Linked DNA regions of Zea mays: all the other regions are linked to region 1. Evidence: chromatin contacts called from public Hi-C data. All regions are on one chromosome and are shown on one strand. The core of a region is the stretch at or near the end of the contact, and the rest is flanking DNA. Distances in the headings are between cores, read along the strand shown. Region 1 holds the start of LOC100217023 (putative BOI-related E3 ubiquitin-protein ligase 2). Region 2 holds the start of LOC100276641. Region 3 holds the start of LOC100303813 (putative magnesium transporter NIPA8).

Evidence for each region. Hi-C and Micro-C count contacts between places; a contact is called where the count stands out from the background.
Region 2: a contact with region 1 is called in a Hi-C map of endosperm, with 2.7 times the contacts expected there. The contact joins the promoter of LOC100276641 here to the promoter of LOC100217023 in region 1. A contact is called at or near these places in 3 of 25 Hi-C or Micro-C datasets (bundle sheath, ear and endosperm).
Region 3: a Hi-C map of leaf shows a contact between it and region 1, with 5 times the contacts expected there. The contact joins the promoter of LOC100303813 here to the promoter of LOC100217023 in region 1. A contact is called at or near these places in 2 of 25 Hi-C or Micro-C datasets (leaf and tassel).

Annotation. Positions count from the first base shown.
Region 1 is chr5:170,519,207-170,521,849 of Zm-B73-REFERENCE-NAM-5.0, reverse strand. LOC100217023 (putative BOI-related E3 ubiquitin-protein ligase 2) reads left to right here and starts at 1,342. Exons shown (of 3, transcript NM_001143397.1): 1 at 1,342-1,460; 2 at 1,605-1,977; 3 at 2,070-2,643. The coding sequence starts at 1,399. The coding sequence ends at 2,567.
Region 2 is chr5:170,884,605-170,887,247 of Zm-B73-REFERENCE-NAM-5.0, reverse strand. It overlaps LOC100276641, which reads left to right and starts at 1,326. Exons shown (of 1, transcript NM_001174570.1): 1 at 1,326-2,643. The coding sequence starts at 1,756. The coding sequence ends at 2,250.
Region 3 is chr5:170,183,262-170,185,904 of Zm-B73-REFERENCE-NAM-5.0, reverse strand. It overlaps LOC100303813 (putative magnesium transporter NIPA8), which reads right to left and starts at 1,340. Exons shown (of 14, transcript NM_001165443.1): 1 at 1,179-1,340; 2 at 586-900. The coding sequence starts at 678.

The sequences.
Region 1 (2,643 bases), core at 93-2,592:
ACACACACGGATCGATGTAACTGACGGACGTACAGTACAGATCAGACAGCGCCGGTCAAATCCTTGTGCCTACTTTTGTTCAGCAAAAGTACGTACATCTTATATATATTTCCTAGTCGTCTGAAACAGGGAGTACGACATGAGGTTGCCTTGAATTCTTGGTCCATCGTCGTCTGAAATGGAGAAACTTTGCTACCATGAATTCTTGGTAGTCAAAACTGAGAACGTCACTGATCTGGACGCCAATCACTGCAAGCTATAGGTGCTCTGTGCGGCAGCGCGAACGGTATGTGACCTGTAGCACGAGCTGGTCTTCTCTATGTCAAGCTGGACGATCCACGTCTGATGGTCGGACGGTCCGTATGTGTGCAGAGGCAGTGGCGTTCATCAACAGCACCTAGATCTGACCCTCAAGAGAGACCTGTCAGAGAGGAGAAATCCTAGTGTTTATCTTGGGATCAGTATGCCACCTAAGACGCCTCCAGACGACATATAGTCGAAGAGAGGTGAAGATTGAGGTGAATTATTTATGTGCCTAGATTTATTGTCATCTACTTAAATATGCACATAAAAGTAAAAAGGTTAAAGCAAATTGTATATTAGGACAGAGGTCAGAGGGAGTATTTTTTTTGTTATACTAACACATCCTTAATTTTAGTCCTGTGCCCGCCACTGGTTGTACCAAGCATGGTGATCTAGCACAAGTTTACAAACGGAAGCATTATCCGACCATAATAATCCTTTATATAATTCGGATCATAATAATTCAACTGCCTTGTGATCCAAACGGTCCCGGACATTTGAAACGACGATTGCGTCGTGTTGGGTTGGGTTTAGGCGGCCTTTTACTAGCTTGCGCCACCGCCCACCGCTCGGAATGAATACAAGTGAGCCGTGTATAGACACACTTTCACTTGTCCTCAAAGCAAAGAACAGGGAGCATAAAAGGGCACAGCCAAAGGGGAGGCATCCCTAGCTCATGCCCCCACGTCCTTTCACCATTGCTGCGTCACAAAGCTAAGGCCCGGCGGGTATGGATGGTAAGCGATTCAAAATTATTAAAGCGCGGACAGAGAAAGTGGACAGAAACGAAAAGGCAGGGTATCAGATCAGCGCATGAGAGCATCGCGCTGCCGTGGTGTGATATCCAGCATCTGACGTAGCCTAGCTAGGGGTGTTTTGTTCATGGTCCCGCCGCACGCCGGGTCGGCGACGTGTCTTCCTCATCAGCTGACCGCTAAACTCCATGTCTCCATCGCCCTGAGTGCCATATATAGCCTAGCTCGTGCCCCCCTCGGCTTGTCGTCCCACTGCACTCCCACCGCCCAAGCTTTACTACGTGATCGATCCGATCCGCCGCGGCGCGTAGGAAACCATCCTCCCCCCGCGCCTCGTGCCATGGCCGTGCACGCGCAGTACCACGCCCACGCCTTCCCACATGACCTCCGCGCCATCCCCAGGTTCGTCTCGTCGTCCTGACTCCTGAATCCGCTCCTCCTATTAATCTTCTCCTTCTATCTATATTAATCCGTCCGCCATCGCCGAAACCACCGCAACGTCGCCGCTGCGCCCATCGTCACCCGCGTGCTCGCCTTGTTCCGCAGCTGCCCAGCGCTGGACAACGCCACGAGCGCGTCGGCGTTCCTCGTCGCCGACGCCGACCCCGCACCCGCGGCTGGCGGCAACACGGCGCTCAGCGGCCTCACCCGCAACGGCAACAGCCACGGCAGAGGTTGCCTCGGCGGCGCAAGGAAGCGCGCTCGTGTGACTATGGACCTGCAACTGCAAGGCCAGCGCGCTCTGCTGCCCCCGGTGCCGCAGGCGTTGGCGTCCGCGGGGGGCGTGCAGAGCAGGGCGCTCTGCTCTGGCTCCGCGTCCACCAGCCAGCGACCGGCTAGCGCCGCGCCAGTGTCGCAGGGCCTCCTCCCGCACATCTACCGCCACAGCGTCGAGATCGACCTGCTTCTCCGCGTCGAGGTCGGATCCTTGACCCTTTTTTTTTGTCGGGGGAACGCTTGTCGATGCTCCTTGTTCGGAGGTCTAACAATTGATTGGTCTGTGCGGCGCAGACTGAGCGGCTGCAGGCAGGGCTCCAGGACGCGCGGCGCCGGCACGCCCGCGCCGTGCTGTCCGCGGTGGGACGCGGCGCGGCGCGGCGCCTGAGGGCGGCGGAGGCCGGGCTGGAGCGCGCGCTGGCGCGCAACGCGGAGCTCGACGACAGGCTCCGGCAGACGGTGGCCGAGGGGCAGGCGTGGCAGGGCGTCGCCGCGGGGCTACGCGCCACGCTCGACAGCCTCACGCAGGCGCAGGCGCCATGCGCTGGCGAGGGCGACGTCGAGGACGCGCAGTCGTGCTGCTTCGACCTGGTGGAGCAGGAACAGGGAGCCGACGAGGCGTCCGGCGGGCGGACGAGGGCGTGCAGGTCGTGCGGCGACGCGGAGGCGTGCGTGCTGCTGCTGCCGTGCCGGCACCTGTGCCTGTGCCGCGGGTGCGAGGCGGCGGCTGGCGAGGCGTGCCCCGTGTGCGCGGCCACCAAGAACGGCTCGCTCCACGTCCTCCTCTCCTGATTCATTCATCCATGGCCCGTGCCACCGCGTTCGCTTCGAATTGAAGGAGGCATCACGAAACGAGAACCAAGTGGAA
Region 2 (2,643 bases), core at 77-2,576, 370 kb before region 1:
TTCCATCTTGTGAATTGTGATGAGCCCATGCCTTGGATGGCTGCCTCAGAAAATCAGACGTCAGGACGAGGAAGTCGCATGCGCCGCTGAGCCGGGCTGAAGGCATCCGGAGACGCTGCGGAGCCGCGGAGGAGGCATCGCCCACCGAGTACCGACCGTGTGATTCCGTGAGGTGCCACCTGCCACGCACCGTCCATCGACGTTGGTGGTGGCTCGCAGGAGCGGCTTTGGACCCAGGGTTCACCGTCCTGCTGACCACGCGGAAGCCGGCGCGCAGCCATCGGGGCTTGCCGACCCGTTCGGCCTAAAATTCGCGTGTAGAAGAGTGACCTCACGTGGTAGAGATGATAATAGATTGTGATTTAAATGTTTCTTTATAATTTATTAAGTTTTAAATTATTTCTAGTTGAAAAATAAAATAGAAATAAAATCTGATCCTAAATTGATCTTTAAATTTTATAGTATACATTATATAACCTATCGTCACACTAGACGTGGGAGAGGACTTCGGCACCGTCCGGCGTCGTGGCGGCGCCGTGGCTACCGGCTATCCCGTCACTGCGGTGCGGGGTAGGGGAGGCCGCATCCACACAGTCACAATCGATCGGTACGTCGGTCACCGGCGGGACGGTACTAGTGGCCCGGGAAGCGTCAGAGCGGGACGGCGCTTGTATTGCTCCGTTGAAAAACCGGTGGAGCAGGAGATCCAAGTAGGCAGTACGTACGTTGCTGCAGCCTGCAGCCCGCAGTACAAGCTTGTGATATATTTTTCTCTATCTTGATTGTATATATCCTTATCTTCCCTGTTTGCATAGGAGGAAAAATCTCCGTCTCCATCGCCGCGAAAGATCGCGGTAGAGATTTTGGTCCATCGTTTGTATAATAGAGTTTGAATATGTGGACGAGTGAATAAACTGATGCAGATAATAAAAGCAGTAAAGATATACAAGGAGTACAATACCCACAAGTACGCGTGTAAAACTAGGCAGTGCGCACGTAGCAGCAGGCCAGGAGCGTGTCCTCTCCGCCGGGCCCGAATGGATCCAAATCCGTTGCCGCGCAAACGACGAGATCCGGGGTGGGGGAGGGGGGGCAGCGGTTACACCGCACCGGAGGGCATCGGCGTCCTCGTTTGGATCCAGCCCAGCGAGGGTGAAGGGCTGTGCGCCGATGGCCTGTGGGCCCGAGGGGCCCACGGGTTGGGTTGGCGGAGGGATTCCCGGGCAGCCCCTACCCGGCCTGCCCGCGGGCACCTCTGCTCTGACCTCTCGCCGGCTATAAAACGGGCGCCAAGGCCTGGATAACGCAGTTTGCCGCTCTGTGAGCCTGCTGCCGTCTTCTTCCGCCGCCGCCGCCGTCGTCTTCGTCCGTAGGTAGCCTCCTCTCTCCTGTCCTCGCTTGATCTTATCTACTAGTAGTACTCCTGATGAGACGCTAAGAAATCTCGCTTATATTATGTTAACCCTGAAACCGAAAGTGAGTCTTGTGCAACTGTAAAAACTGGGACGTCACTGAACGAACGATAGCCTGGGTTCGTTCGGTCGTAGTGGAGGATACAGCAACATCCTCTTAAGTTGAATTTACGAACGCAGTTAATTTGTTTCCCTGTGCCGTTCGCTGCGTTACGCACAAGGATCTTTACTCCTGGATTTCAATTTATTTATTTTCCCCCCGCATTTAAGTATTGCGGCTTGCCTTGCCTTGCCTTCTGGATGTCGCGTTGCGCCGCTGGCTGATGATGGCCTATGTCCTGGCATGTGCAGCAGATCAGAGAGCGGGGAGGAAGAAAAAGCGATCGATGGCGTCCAACTACGTGGACACGACGGGCGAGGAGGGACGGTTCCACGGCCCTCACAGCCACAGCACCAGCACGACCCCGACGGGCGGCGCGGCGGCGGCGGCGGCATCGCCGCGCAACTTCCGGCGCAGCTTCTCCTCCGCGTCCTCCGCGGGCCACAGCCACGGCGGCGGCGGCGGCGGGGCCAAGTGCGTGTGCGCGCCCGCGACCCACGCCGGGTCGTTCAAGTGCCGGCTCCACCGCACCAACTCCCAGGGCCACGGCCACGGCCACCCGCACCCGTCCCCGCCGGCCTCCCCCGCCGCGCCGGCGCAGGGCGTCTCGTCTTCCGCTTCCTCCCGCACCGTCGAGGCCCTGTGAGTGTCCGAGGCCAAAGACGGGCGAGGCGTGGGGAAAGTGAGAAGATGATGGGATATACTTGTCGTGTCAGTCTGTCAGAAGGAAAGGAGTGAAGCTATTATTCCCTCTTGTTGTGATCCGCGCTGTTTTGCCTCTTCCCCCCTACCCGTTTCCTCCCTTCGTGCTGGTTGTGGTTCTAAATTCCTGATTGCCGGCCGTCCCGCCTTCTTCCTTGCCAAGACGAGACTCTCCTCCTCCTGCCACTGCTACCGCTGCTCCTCTCAACTGGTGAACTGGATCCTGATTTGGGGAGAAGGTTAAACTGGATGCCTTTCCATGTAATTAATTGCCTCTCTTTACCATTCTACGTGCTACTAGTATTGAAGTATCATCACCCTTGTTGTGTCCTTCTGTCTGTGGTGTGATGGTCATGGACTCATGGTCTGTGTTTCTTCGGTGAAGAGTTCGTACCCGTACATAAAAGATCTTCAATCAGTGGCCGGTTT
Region 3 (2,643 bases), core at 91-2,590, 340 kb after region 1:
GTGATTGGGTGCCTGTTTCTTCTTATCTACTGGCTAGTTTCTCATAGCCATAAAACGGTTGTTCCTTCTTTTTTTTTGCGCATAAAAACAGCTACAATCACATTGATTTCAAAGGATGTTAAGCATTAATGTAGACAATGTTCAAATACCACAGCAAAGGTTAGCTACAAAGCTACCGAAATTGGGCTGGGGAATCAAGCTATATTTGATCTACTGTCCTACAGTTTGTCATCAAATGCACAATTTATTGTTAACAGTACCTTCAGGTGCACTAGAAATAGCTAACTAGCCAATGAAGATCCTAATCAGTTAATGCAACATTTCCTCATAAAGGCTATAAAACATAGATGAAATGGCTAGGTCATCTGGTTACAAAAAAAAGGATGTTACTAGGGTTCAGTTTTTTTGCTTTCTTTTTTAAAAGAAAATGGATTTAGACTAAAGGTGTTTTCTCCTCAGCTGACCAAATGGGTCAAACTAGGGCACCCACATGTATGTTCTCCTTGATCTTTTCACTGGAACACATATATGAAGTATATTACAAGTAAGAACAAGGAGCACAATTCAAAAACATATAATATCCACCTGATCATGGCCCAACTTCAGAAGGTTAGTACCAAAGTTTATGGCAACACTTCCCACGATGTTTATCAACGCCCCTATAATCCAATCGCCCATGAGTCAAGTGCAAAGTTATCTCCTACAAATATATGATATGCTCCTTCCACAAGCCCCTTGTACAACAGCTCCTTGCTCTTGTTTTTGACATATGGACTTCAATTCATCGAGAACTTTGTCTCTTTCCCATTTTCTCTCTTTTTTTTTTTTTGAGTAGGTGTATTCACCCCAGCAGTCTGTTACAAACCTGAAACCTCTGCAAGAACCACTGTGGAGCTCAGCCTGCAAAACAAGACACAAATGTCATCGTCAGACACACACAATCGAGATGTTGTTCCAATGGTCATTTGAAGATAGGGTCATTCCAGGAGGCATTCAAAGAGGCAAAGAGCATGTGTAGCACCAGGGGGCGGACCCCAGATAATTTTTGCAAAACAATCGAAGCTCGTAGGCATGCATATAAAGTTTGTAATCAGATCAGATCCGAATACAGATAGCAAGTTAGGGTTTGGGTGCTCGGTTTCGCACAGCAGGAAAGGAAGGCCAAAGGGTGGGCGTACCTGGTGGTGCACGTCGCCGGCGAAGGGACCGGAGAAGACCTGACCACCTGGCGTGGGGCGGCAGCGACCTCGGCCGAAAAAGACCCGCGTACCTGGCGCTGGTGAGCGTAAACGTCGCCAAGAGAGAAGGGAGGGAGGGAGGGAAGAAGAGAGGAGATCTCGGGAGGGGAGGGAGCTAGGGAGATAGAGCGCGCACGCTGAAAGGAAATGGAACAAGGAAAAGTAACAAGAGGACAAGAGGTGGTGGGCAGGCAAAGATTCGCGTGCGCCGTCGGATCTCGATCTCGCGGCCCGGGAGGATGGGGCCAGGAAAGGGAACAGCCAGAGACAGACAGGGCAGCTTGCAGCGGCCAGCGGGTCTCACGCCTCGGTTTTCAAACAGCTACGTCGCAACAGCTTGTTGCGTGGCCATGTGGATTAATTCGGTGCTCAAAAGGTTTCATTTATTTTAATGGATTTTTAAAATCGAAGTGTCCTGCGAGTGGAACAAGGGTCGGTCTCAGCATCGGTTGGGGGTTGGACTTTCGTTTCACCGTCGTCGGAGCATCTTTTGCTTCATTTGCAAAATTCTGATGCCAGCTTTGAGGAACAATTAAGCTAAGCCACCGGCTTTGAGGGAAGGAGGTTCGTTCAGCTTTCTACGTTGTCGTTGCACTTTCAACTGTGGTTCCAACCGTGGCGGAGCTGGTCTAGTCTATAATTAAAGCCCGGACACCGTTATAAATTTCTAAAGTTCACATAAACTCGAACTAATTATAGACTAATAATTTTAAGAAAATGTAATAGTAATCTTCAAGCATATAATCGTTAAGTGCTAACAAATTTAAAAAGTAGCACCGTGAATAACTCGAGATGGTAGAGAACGAGGCACATAAGTTTGGCTGCCAGAGGAAAAACATTTTAAACATGAAGAGTACCAAGAAAATTTGAATCCTAGAGATGAAGTGCGAAATCAAGTGGACCTCAGAATTTGGGGACTTGAAAAGGTTGGAGAATTGAAATGGTTAGAACGCATATCATGTGTTGCATCATATTGAACTAGTCAGCAGAAGAACGAAGGAAAGATCTGCCTCGAAAGGACCTGCTTCCGGATAGTCTCGGGGCATGATCCTAGAGTCGGATGAAACGGAGAAGGGAGGTCAGACGGATCGATAGGAAGTCAATCGAGTAGATTCCGCGTCTGGTCTAGGACTGACCCGTCGTAAGTGACTAACCACATTAATTGTGTCTGGCACAGGGGTGAGCAAAATACCCAATACCAGAATCCTAAACCTGTCATAAGCGACTGGCCACATTAAATGTGCCTGGCACTAGGGGTGGGCAAAATACCGATATTGGAATCATGAACCCGAATCCGAATTACCCGAACTCGAAATACCCAATCACAATTTTGGGTAGCAATAATAAAAACTCAAATTTATTGTGGGTAGTTCGAGTAATGTTACTCGGTACCCGAACTACCCGA